Linked DNA regions of Mus musculus: region 1 is linked to region 2. A link is a contact called in public HiChIP or PLAC-seq data. All regions are on one chromosome and are shown on one strand. The core of a region is the stretch at or near the end of the contact, and the rest is flanking DNA. Distances in the headings are between cores, read along the strand shown. Region 1 has its middle 24 kb from the start of Fzd9. Region 2 holds the start of Dnajc30 (DnaJ heat shock protein family (Hsp40) member C30).

Evidence for each region. HiChIP or PLAC-seq counts read pairs in DNA pulled down with a chosen protein or histone mark.
Region 1: a contact with region 2 is called in an H3K4me3 HiChIP or PLAC-seq map of stem cell-derived neural progenitor cells, with 33 read pairs. The contact joins the enhancer-like site here to the promoter of Dnajc30 in region 2. A contact is called at or near these places in 3 of 39 promoter capture datasets (cranial neural crest, hematopoietic stem and progenitor cells and pre-B cells), 1 of 15 datasets of contacts at CTCF or cohesin (the G1E-ER4 cell line), 11 of 484 Hi-C or Micro-C datasets (the G1E-ER4 cell line, the HL-1 cell line, the N1E-115 cell line and 8 more), 11 of 115 datasets of contacts at active chromatin or transcription factors (bone marrow-derived macrophages, embryonic limb bud, embryonic midbrain and 4 more) and 3 of 9 other capture datasets (adipose tissue, liver and pancreatic islet).

What each region holds. Positions count from the first base shown.
Region 1 is chr5:135,272,686-135,277,428 of GRCm38.p6, forward strand. No RefSeq gene overlaps it. Among named protein-coding and RNA genes, the nearest start is that of Fzd9, 24 kb to the left of the region's middle. Within about 2 kb of position 2,281, at least 54 of the 459 cell types and tissues checked have an H3K27ac peak or open chromatin away from gene starts, as enhancers often do. A contact at or near this core is called in stem cell-derived neural progenitor cells and uterus, where this site is marked.
Region 2 is chr5:135,060,710-135,065,600 of GRCm38.p6, forward strand. It overlaps Dnajc30 (DnaJ heat shock protein family (Hsp40) member C30), which reads left to right and starts at 3,497. Exons shown (of 1, transcript NM_025362.3): 1 at 3,497-4,656. The coding sequence starts at 3,542. The coding sequence ends at 4,201. It overlaps Bud23 (BUD23, rRNA methyltransferase and ribosome maturation factor), which reads right to left and starts at 4,250. Exons shown (of 13, transcript NM_025375.4): 1 at 3,815-4,250; 2 at 3,305-3,466; 3 at 3,175-3,212; 4 at 540-635; 5 at 364-446; 6 at 25-121. The coding sequence starts at 3,352.

The sequences.
Region 1 (4,743 bases), core at 1,031-3,530, 210 kb after region 2:
AAGCCGGCTTCATCTACATAGTGAGCTCTAGGACAGCCAGGCCTATGGGGGCGAGAGAGAGAGAGAGAGAGAGAGATACAGAGACAGAGACAGAGACAGAGACCCTGTCTCAAAGAAGGAGGAGGAGGAAAAGGAGGAGGTAGAAAAAGAAGGAGAAGTTGAAGGAGGAGGAGGAGGAGAAGAAGAAAGACCTCTGAGTTTGATCACAAAATACATTAAAAAAAAAAAAGGATGTATCTGTACACATCAGTGGTTAAATATACTCATTGCTCTTCCAGGGGACCTGGGTCCAGTTCCCAGAACCCACACAGTGTCTCACAAGGATGTATGACTCCAGTTCCAGAGGCTCCGACACCCTCTTCTGACCTCCGAGGGTACCAGGCATAAGCATGGTACACATGCATACTTAGGTAAAACATAAATAAAATAAAATAAAACAATTTAAAAAAGGAATACTCCACTAGGTTTCTCCTTTATATTCAACCCAGGACCAAGGCCAGGGAATAACGCAGCTCTCCCTTAGGGCACGTCTCCACAGGTCAGCTAACCCGAGTGTGGTAATCCCTCACAGGCACCCAGAGGCCAATTCATCTAAAGGACTCCTCAGGTGTGCCTAGAGATGGGCTCTTAGGCGATGTTACGTTCTGCTGAGTTAGTAATCAGTATCAACGCCACGGGATAATAATGCTGAGATTGTTTCAGTTCTGTTGTTCTGAGCACACTATAGCCATATCTGATAAAGCATGGAGGGCTTAGGAGCTAATGCTATCACTCTAGTATTTGCCCTCCATCACTATGGGATGCACCTCAGAGGCCAGTTGTCAATGTGCTCCTGGCCTGCATCAGGAGCTGCCCTGGAGTGGGTTAGAAACCTGATTTCTCAGACTCCTCCATCACTGGATCTGGATGCTCCGTAGGAGGAGCCTGCATTTCCAACTGCAACATCACTCTCTCTCTCTCTCTCTCTCTCTCTCTCTCTCTCTCTCTCTCTCTCTCTCTCCTTAGTCTCTATTCTTCTCCCCTTCCTCCTCCTTCTTTCTCTGTGTATGCATGCAAGTTTGTGCAGGTGTGTGTGTGTGTATGTGTGTGTGTGTGTGTGTGTGTATGTGTGTGTGTGTGTGTGTGTGTCCAAGCCTGTGCATGATGTGACATTAGATCACCACTGTAGGCAACCCACCTTGTTTATCAAACAAGAGTCTCTTGTTGGCCTGGAACAGGCTGCATAGGCCTGGGTAGCTGGCTCAGCAGATTGCAGAGATTTGCCCCCCTCCACCATGGCTGGAGTCAGAGGTGTGAACCACCACCCCTGCATCACCACACTTGCCTGCCTTTGAATTCCTGGGACCAGAACTCAGGTCCTTGTGCCTGCAAGGGAAGCGCTTTACTGAGCCATTATCTCCCTGAATCCTTTCCTTTCTCAGTCTCTCTCCATCTCCCTGCCTCCCTCCCACCCTGTTTCTTATGACCGGGCCTTACTTTCTCATTCTGTCTTGCCTGCAACTCAGTATGTAGACCAGGCTGGTCTTGAACTCACAGAGATCTGTCTGCCTCTGCCCCCACTCTCTGAATGCTGGGATTAAACATGTGTACCACCACAGCAGACTTTCTCTTCTTTTAACATCTTTTATTATATCTCTTTACTGTTAGGGTGTAGATGTGGGTGGAAGGTACCAGTACCACCCATGCAGAGATCGGAGGACAACTTGTTCTCTATGTTCCCCATGTGGGTCCTAGGTATGGAACTCAGGATGCCAGCTTGGTGGCAGGGACCTTTCCCTGAGAAGCCACTTCCCCTTGCCCTCCCTCCTTCCCTCCTTCCCTTACTTCCTCTCTTTGTTTCCAACATCTCCCTCTGTAGCTCAAGTTAGTCTAGAATTCTCTATGTAACCTAGGTTAGCCTTGACTTTTCCTCCCTTGGCCTCTGGAGTGCTGGGGCCACAGGCTTGCCCATTCCCCCAGCTCTTTGGTCTATTTCTGGCTCCATTTTGGGAACTCCAGACCTAGATCTGTGATGTCAGCAGCTCCTCCCCCACTCCTGGCAGGAGGGGTGTGTCTTCCTGGCCCTCCGGGGTACACTTTGCTTACCGCAGCCCCCTTTGGAATGGCTCCGAAAGGCATATAAAAAGACGAATAAACATTTATTCAAGAAACTCCACTGACACGTGGGAAGCACAGTGAGAGCCTGTGGTTTTTGAGCTACGATCCACTCCCCACTCCCTGTGCAGGACAAGATGGAAATTCCACTCCCAGCCGCGCAGCCAAGAACACTGCGGCTCCTCTCCCTGGCGTGCATGGGCTCCCACTTGGAAAAGCCTTCCCAGGAGGGAAGCAACGGATACTGGGCTCCTGCCTCTTCTCTGGCTTGAAAGACAAAGAATTCACTGTTTTGGCATTCTTGAAAGAGGGTCTCATGCGGGCCAGGCTGGCCTTAAGCTGTCTTTGTCTCAGAAAATGATGAAGTCTTGAATTTGGGAATTACAGGCCTGTGCCACCAAGCCGAGCTTGTCTGTCTGTAAGCCCAGCGCTGCAGGGTGGAGAGGAGTGAGTGGCTGGGACTCCCTGGCCAGCCCACTTAGCCTATTACTGAGCTACAGGTCCAAAGAAAGCTACAGGAAGGCAGAGGGGCTGGCGAGATGGCTTAGTAGGTAAAGGCATCTGCTGCAGAGGGTGACAACCCCAAGTTTGATCCCTGGGTCCCCACATGGTGGAGAGAGAGATCACCTGGGTCCCCTGTTCCACCGGAGGAGACCACACTGTCTCTCACGGAAGCTCCTGAGATGCCTTAAAACAGTATGGGTGGTGGGTTGGGGAGCCGATTCTGTCGTCCTGGCACTCAGGAATGGAGGCAGAAGGATCAGGGGTTTTAAGGCTAGCCTGGGCTATCTGAGACCTTGTCTTTAAAAAAATTTTTTTTCGCCGGGTGTGGTGGTGCACGCCTTTAATCCCAGTGCTCGGGAGGCAGAGGCAGGCAGATTTCTGAGTTCGAGGCCAGCCTGGTCTACAAAGTGAGCTCCAGGACAGCTAGAGCTATAAAAGAGAAACCCTGTCTAGAAAAACCAAAAAAAAAAAAAAAAAATTTTTTTTTACAGGGAGCCCTGGGGTCTGGTCCCAGCACTATATAAAGCCAGGCTTCGGTGTGTGCACTCAGGAAGTAGGGATGGAAGATCAGAGTTCATGGTCCAGGGGTACCAGAGGTCAGTCCCAGGTGTCTTCCTCCACTGCTCTCTGCTTTCTTTTTAGTTATGTTTAAATTACATTCATTTGTATGTGTATGGGGGAGTGTGGGGGTCAGAGGTCAGCTTGTGCTTTCTCGACTCCCACCCTGTGTAGTGTAGCCCAGGGATCGAACTCGGATGGTCACACTTGGCAGCAGCCACTTTTACCCACAAAGCCATCTTGCCAGGCCCTCCTCCTCAGTTTATGAGATGAGCTTTCTCATGGAACCTGCTATTCACTAGATGATAGGTTGGCTGGTCACTGAGTACCAGGGATCGGCTTGTCTCCATCCTTATGCTTGGCAGGGTCCCTCTGGGCACATTTGGTGACAGCATTGCTGACAAGGCAGCGCCCACTTCATCATCCATTTAGGTTGACGAAGAGCCCATGTCTCCTGGGATAATGACAGTGGGGTGTTGGAAAAATGTCTCCCGACCTTCCCTCAGAGACTAGAGGGAGCAGCCACCCTGCCCAGGAAGAAACGCTTTATTTTCTTTTTTTCTCCTCCTCTGCCCCTGGGGTTCACATTTCCTGTGCCTGGGCCAGGACATAACCTTCGCTGTGAGTGTTTTTTTTTTTTTTTTTTTTCCACACACACACTCCACGCACGCACGTGTATTTTGGGAAAGAGGAGGAAAGCTTCCAAGCTCTGTTAAGAGTAAAGTGAGCGGGGCACGGCGAGTGCAGACAGAGGCCCCTTTCATCGCCCAGGCCTTGTGCCCCGGGCCGCTGCCAACACAAATGCAGGCGGATCCGAACCCGCACAGCGCCGGCCACGCTCCAGTCCGCGGTCCCGCCGCCCCGCGCTGGCGCCACGACACTTTCTGCTGACGGCGACGGAATCGCAGGCGACGCAGGAGCCTTCGCCCCTGAGGGATGGGGGTGGGAGACCGGGTAGGGAGGGTGAGTACCTAGCTCAGTGTCACCGCCGCGATGCTCTATCCTCCGCACACACTGCGGCTGTCCTGTAGGTGCAGAGTGGCTCGTCCATGAAGCCCGTTTGGCTCCCAGCGGCTAGAGCCAGGCCTCCAACCAGTTGTGTCTGGTTGGAGGGGACAGGACAGGGCTCTCGGGGCAAGATGGCTCGGCGGGTGAAGCACTTGCTGAAAAAGCCTGAGGATCTGCGTTTGGTTATCCCTGGCACTCGTTTGAAAGCTGGGGTGTCTGTTTGCCTAGAACTGGGGAGGCAGAGACAGAAGGACAGAAGGGTGAGAGCTCCAAGTTCATTTAGGAGACCCAGGCTGACAAGTGGAGAGAACCTTAGAGACCCACATAGAGAAAGGAAAACACAAGCAAGCAATCAAAACCAAATAAAACAGCTCCAAGTTGCCCTTTGACCACCGCTCATGTGCCTGCGCTCGCGGTCTCTCTCAATTGTGCGCATTTTCTCTCTCCCTGTCTGTATCTTTGTCTCTGTCTCTGTCTCTGTCTCTCTGTCTCTCTCTGTCTCTCTGTCTCTGTCTCTCTCTGTCTCTCTGTCTCTGTCTCTGTCTCTCTCTCTGTCTCTCTCTCTCTCTCTCTCACACA
Region 2 (4,891 bases), core at 2,247-4,746:
AAAGTGGAAGGTAAAGATTGTCACCTGATGCAGCCATCAAAAGAGCCCGGTCTGAAAGGGACGCCCTGGCCCATGTCCCCTAGCAGCAGGTCCCCCTCTGTATCTCGGTCCAAGGCGGCATCTACATTGGAGGAAAACAAAGTATGAGTACAGCTACAAAGTACGGGTACAGCTGATGCAGACAGGTGTGGTGGGCAGGCTTGTGACCTCAGTAACAGGGAGGCTGGGGCAGGCGTGTCCCAAGTTAGGGACTAGCCTGGGCTATATGGCGAGACCTTATCTCAAACAAGCAAATAACCATTTCAGCAGCTCCTCACAAAAGGGGTTGGTGATCTTGGTAGGAGGCAAGGCACACACACTTACCCAACATGGCAGGGCTGATGTCAATGCCCACCCAGTAGTGTCCCTCTTCTGAGATATAATCTCCACTCAGCCCAGAACCGCAGCTGAAGAAACGACCCATTGAGGCCCACATTGCCGAACCACAGAAACCCTCCACCCTGACCCAGACAATTAGACCTGGGGCCCCAGGACCTCACCCAATGTCTAACAGGTAAGAAGGCTGACCCTCTGGTAAACAGAGGAGCTCCAGCGCTCGCTCAGTCATCTTGGTCTGGATGTCAATCATCCGTGAGCTGGGAAGGAGAAAAACACAGGAGCAGTTATGGAATTCTGGGTCATATTTCTCCTAGACCAAAAGAGTCAGGAAAATAAAGAAGCAATAATCAGTTAGAGGGACTCTTTCTACCTTAAATTCTTTTTACTTCATTTAATGTGTGTGTGTGTGTGTGTGTGTGTGTGTGTGTGTGTGTGCGCGCGCACGCACATGCACAAGCACAAGATCAGAGGCCAAATTGCTCAATCTGGTTCTCTTCTTCCAACAGGAATTTCTAGGGATTGAACTCAAGTCATAAAGCTTTACCCTCTGAGCTATCTGGCTAGCTCTTGCCTAACAATTTTAAACTTACAATTCTAACTTGAAATCAACAAACTCAAATGCAGTCCTGTGATGGGCATGGATGCTTCCACAAATTTCTGTACTCAAACAGCTGAGGCAAGACTAAGAGTTTAAGGCCAACCTGGGCAAGACCCTGTCTCAAAACACCACCAGTGGGGGCTGGAGAGATGGCTCAGTGGTTAAGAGCTCCAGTTGCTCTTCCAGAGGTCCTGAGTTCAATTCCCAGCAACCACATGGTGGCTCACAACCATCTGTAATGGGGATCCGATGCCCTCTTCTGGTGTGTCTGAAGACAGCTACAGTGTACTCATATACATAAAATAAATACATCTAAAAAACAAAAACAAAACCAACAACAACAACAAAAAAAAAAACCACCAGTAAAGTAGTCCCAAAAGTCCACTTGATAGAGGTGCATGTCATTTTATTGTGCACATATTTTATTAAAATGTGTGTTTGTGAGTGTGCGTATACATATATAAATGCATACAGTACATTGTTTTGCCTGCATGTATGTCTATGTAAGGATGTCAGATCTTGGAGTTAGAGATGGTTGTGAGCAGTCATCTGGGTGCTAGAAACTGAACCCAAGTCCTTTGGAAGAGCAGTCAGTGCTCCTAACTGCTGATCCATCTCTCCAGCAGAGCTGGCAGGAATAGGACCAATCACGCAGCAAGTGACGAGTCAGGGACCACCTACAACTCGACTGGGCCTTCCCGCTTTACTCCTTAGGAGTGTCTTCTCTCAGAGTCACCTTCCATACTTCCTTTCACATACAAGGACCAGCAACGGACAACAAACGTTAGGCTGTGGCTCGGTGGTAGAGCACTTGCCTACCACACAAGAGGCCCTAAGTTCAATCCCTAGTACCTCCAAAAAGCAGCAAGATTCGCCTCAGGAGTCAACGGTGAGTGCCTGGCCATACATCCCACCCCCGGTACCAGAAAATGGAAACCTTACAGCGTCGACCCTGAGAAAACACAGTATAATGCCAGCACGAGGTCCATGTCTCCACAGAACCAAACTCATCTCTGTGAGTTGAAGGATAGCCAGGAAGAATGGGGAAGAGACAGTAAATCAGAGTACAGTAGAGCATAGCTGTGCATGTCTGGAATCCCCATATGCAGACGGCAGAAGGCCAGCCTTATATGATAATGTGGCCATATCTCAAAAAAATTAGCAAAATAAACTATAATCAACTTACTTAACTCTAGAGTTACTAAAGAATGACTTTTAGGCCAATATACTCAAAATGACATTTCAGTACATAATCAGTATAAAATTGTGAATGTGTTGTGTGTGTGTGTGTGTGTTGTGTGTATGTGTGCTCATTTCTTCACATTAGGCCATTTTGACTTACAGTTTTAATAGCTAGCTACTGACTGCCATACTGAACAGAGAATGGCCACACCTGGTCTTCCCAAAAATCAAGGTAAACAGCCCCACAGAAGAGTGTTCCATACAGCCATACGTGCGGGACCATGTCTGCAATTTTACCACTAGTAAGGTAGAGACAAGAGGGTCTGGAATTCAATCACCTCCACTACATAGCAAGTTCAAGAATACTCTGGGCAATATGAGACCAGGTTTCAAACAAACAAACAAAACCAAATAAGCTACCATGTAGAGGATTCAGATATTATTTATGTCAATGGTTGACATGACAACTCAGTGCAATCATGCATTTAAATAAAGATCACAATAAACCCACAATGAGTATGTCCTCTCTCTAATAGTACTGATTCCTTCCGGGGGTGTAGCCTAATGGTAGAGTGCTTTTCAGAATCATCCAGTGAATGGCTAGGGGTGTGCCTCAAAAGTAAAATGTCTACTTAGAATCCCCAAGCGAGGGGCAGGAAGTATCGCTCAGTGACAGACCACTTATGCAGTATGACAGTACCTTATCATATCTTCTAACTATTGCTTACTTTACCACATATTTAAAACACATTGTCAAACGACCCAGGGTAAACTGGAGATGAATATACCCACACTGAGGTAGCAAGATCTTTCCAGGAGCTCAATGGCTTCAAGTTCCCTTTACCGGTGGCAGAACTGCATGTACGCAGACCCACACACACACACACACACACACACACACACACACACTCACACACACTCCCAAATTCTACATGCTTTCCAAGGGACGCCCATAATCGGGGCGACTCGCCGATCCCGACCCCCGCGATGCCGCTCAACAGCCATGCTCTCCTCACTTGCGAACGTATTTCCGGGCTTCATTCTGGTCATAAAACTGTTGAGAAGAGAAAAACACATGGGAGTTTTAAGGGAAGAATCCAAAAGCAGTCATTCTAGAAAAAGACCAAGACCTGGCGGGGCTCTCACCAGCTCCGGCGGTCCGCTGTGTTCGGGTCTCCGGCTACGAGATGCCATCTCGATGGTATGGCAACGCTGGGACCGGCGAGCACTAGCGCGACGCTTTGACGTCATCAATCTGCGCCCGCCTCAGGCGGACCTTTTCCCCCGCCTTTCCTTTTATTTGATTGGCTAGAAGGTGGGGACGCCGCTCAGGATTCGAGGCCTCCATTGGCTGCCTCGGCGCCGCCCCCTCCCAGCCACAACATGGCGGCCGCGCGCTGCCTGGGGTGGACCCTGTCACCGCTATGGAGATGGTGGCAGGTCCGGGGGTTGCCTCCGAGTTCCGCCACGGGTTTGTGCTCGCGAGGGAGGACTTACTCCCGCACCGCCCTCTATGAGCTGCTGGGCGTCCCCTCCACGGCCACGCAAGCACAGATCAAAGCGGCGTACTACCGGCAGAGCTTCCTCTACCATCCGGATCGCAACCCCGGGAGCGCCGAGGCCGCCGAGCGCTTCACGCGCGTCTCCGAAGCTTACCTGGTCTTGGGCAGCACCATCCTCCGGCGCAAGTATGACCGAGGTTTGCTCAGCGACCAGGACCTGCGCGGACCTGGCGTCAAGCCCTCTAAGACGCCCGTGGCCGATCCCGCTCCTCCTCGCCCTCCTCCCTACACCCCTCGGGCTCCCGGTGGCTCTAGGGCTTCTCCCGGCGACGGTCGCACCATGTTCGACTTTGACGCCTTCTACCAGGCGCACTACGGAGAGCAGCTAGAGAGAGAACGGCGTTTGCGCGCCCGGAGGGAAGCCCTTCGCAAAAAGCAGGAGAACCAGGCCAACAAGGGGACCAGCTGGGACGATACACGAGACGCCACTTTCTTTGTCGTCCTTTTCCTTATCTTCGTCTTTGTTGGCTTTCGTATTTAATCGGAGAAAAGGAGGGGAAGGGATCCAGCCCAAGCAACCTTCCTTTCTAGACCTTTGAACCATTGGTCTGCGATTGACTTGACTTCCTCTAGTGGTGTTCTCTTGACCCTCCTCACACCCTCCAGCCTGGCCAGTGATCAACACATCCCTCTCCTTTGGTCCAGAAAAAGACGCTTTTCAGTGGCCAAGAAAGAGGCCCCCGGATAAAGATTCCTGTGAAGACCAGAAATTTAAGTGCTTTCCAGAGTCCCCTGGGTGCCTGTTCATTTCTAGAAGTTACCTTCAGTTGCCAACTCCCAGAACACTTGCTGCGGTTTTAACCAGAAGCCCTGAGCAAGATTTGCCCTGTCCCCTGCCACATGTCTGTATAATAGGTGGTGTTTCCCCTGTAACTGCTGAACTGTGCAATACGACTGGTTGTCCGATGCCAAAAAGATTTAATTCTTGGGGACTCGAGTGAAATTTGTTTTTCTGTGTTACCCCAAGCCACAGGTGAGACTTGATCAAAGATCCAGCAGACGCTGGGGATGTAGCTCTGTGAGAGAATGCTAGCAACAAAAGGCACAGGGTTTAGGCCCCAACTCTGTTATCTTTTGTGTCCTCCTTCCCCACTAAGAAAAAGAGTCAAAGATTGCCAATTTTTTCCCCTCAGTTCTGTACCACACCATTTCTGTTGTGTGGAAGTGAGAA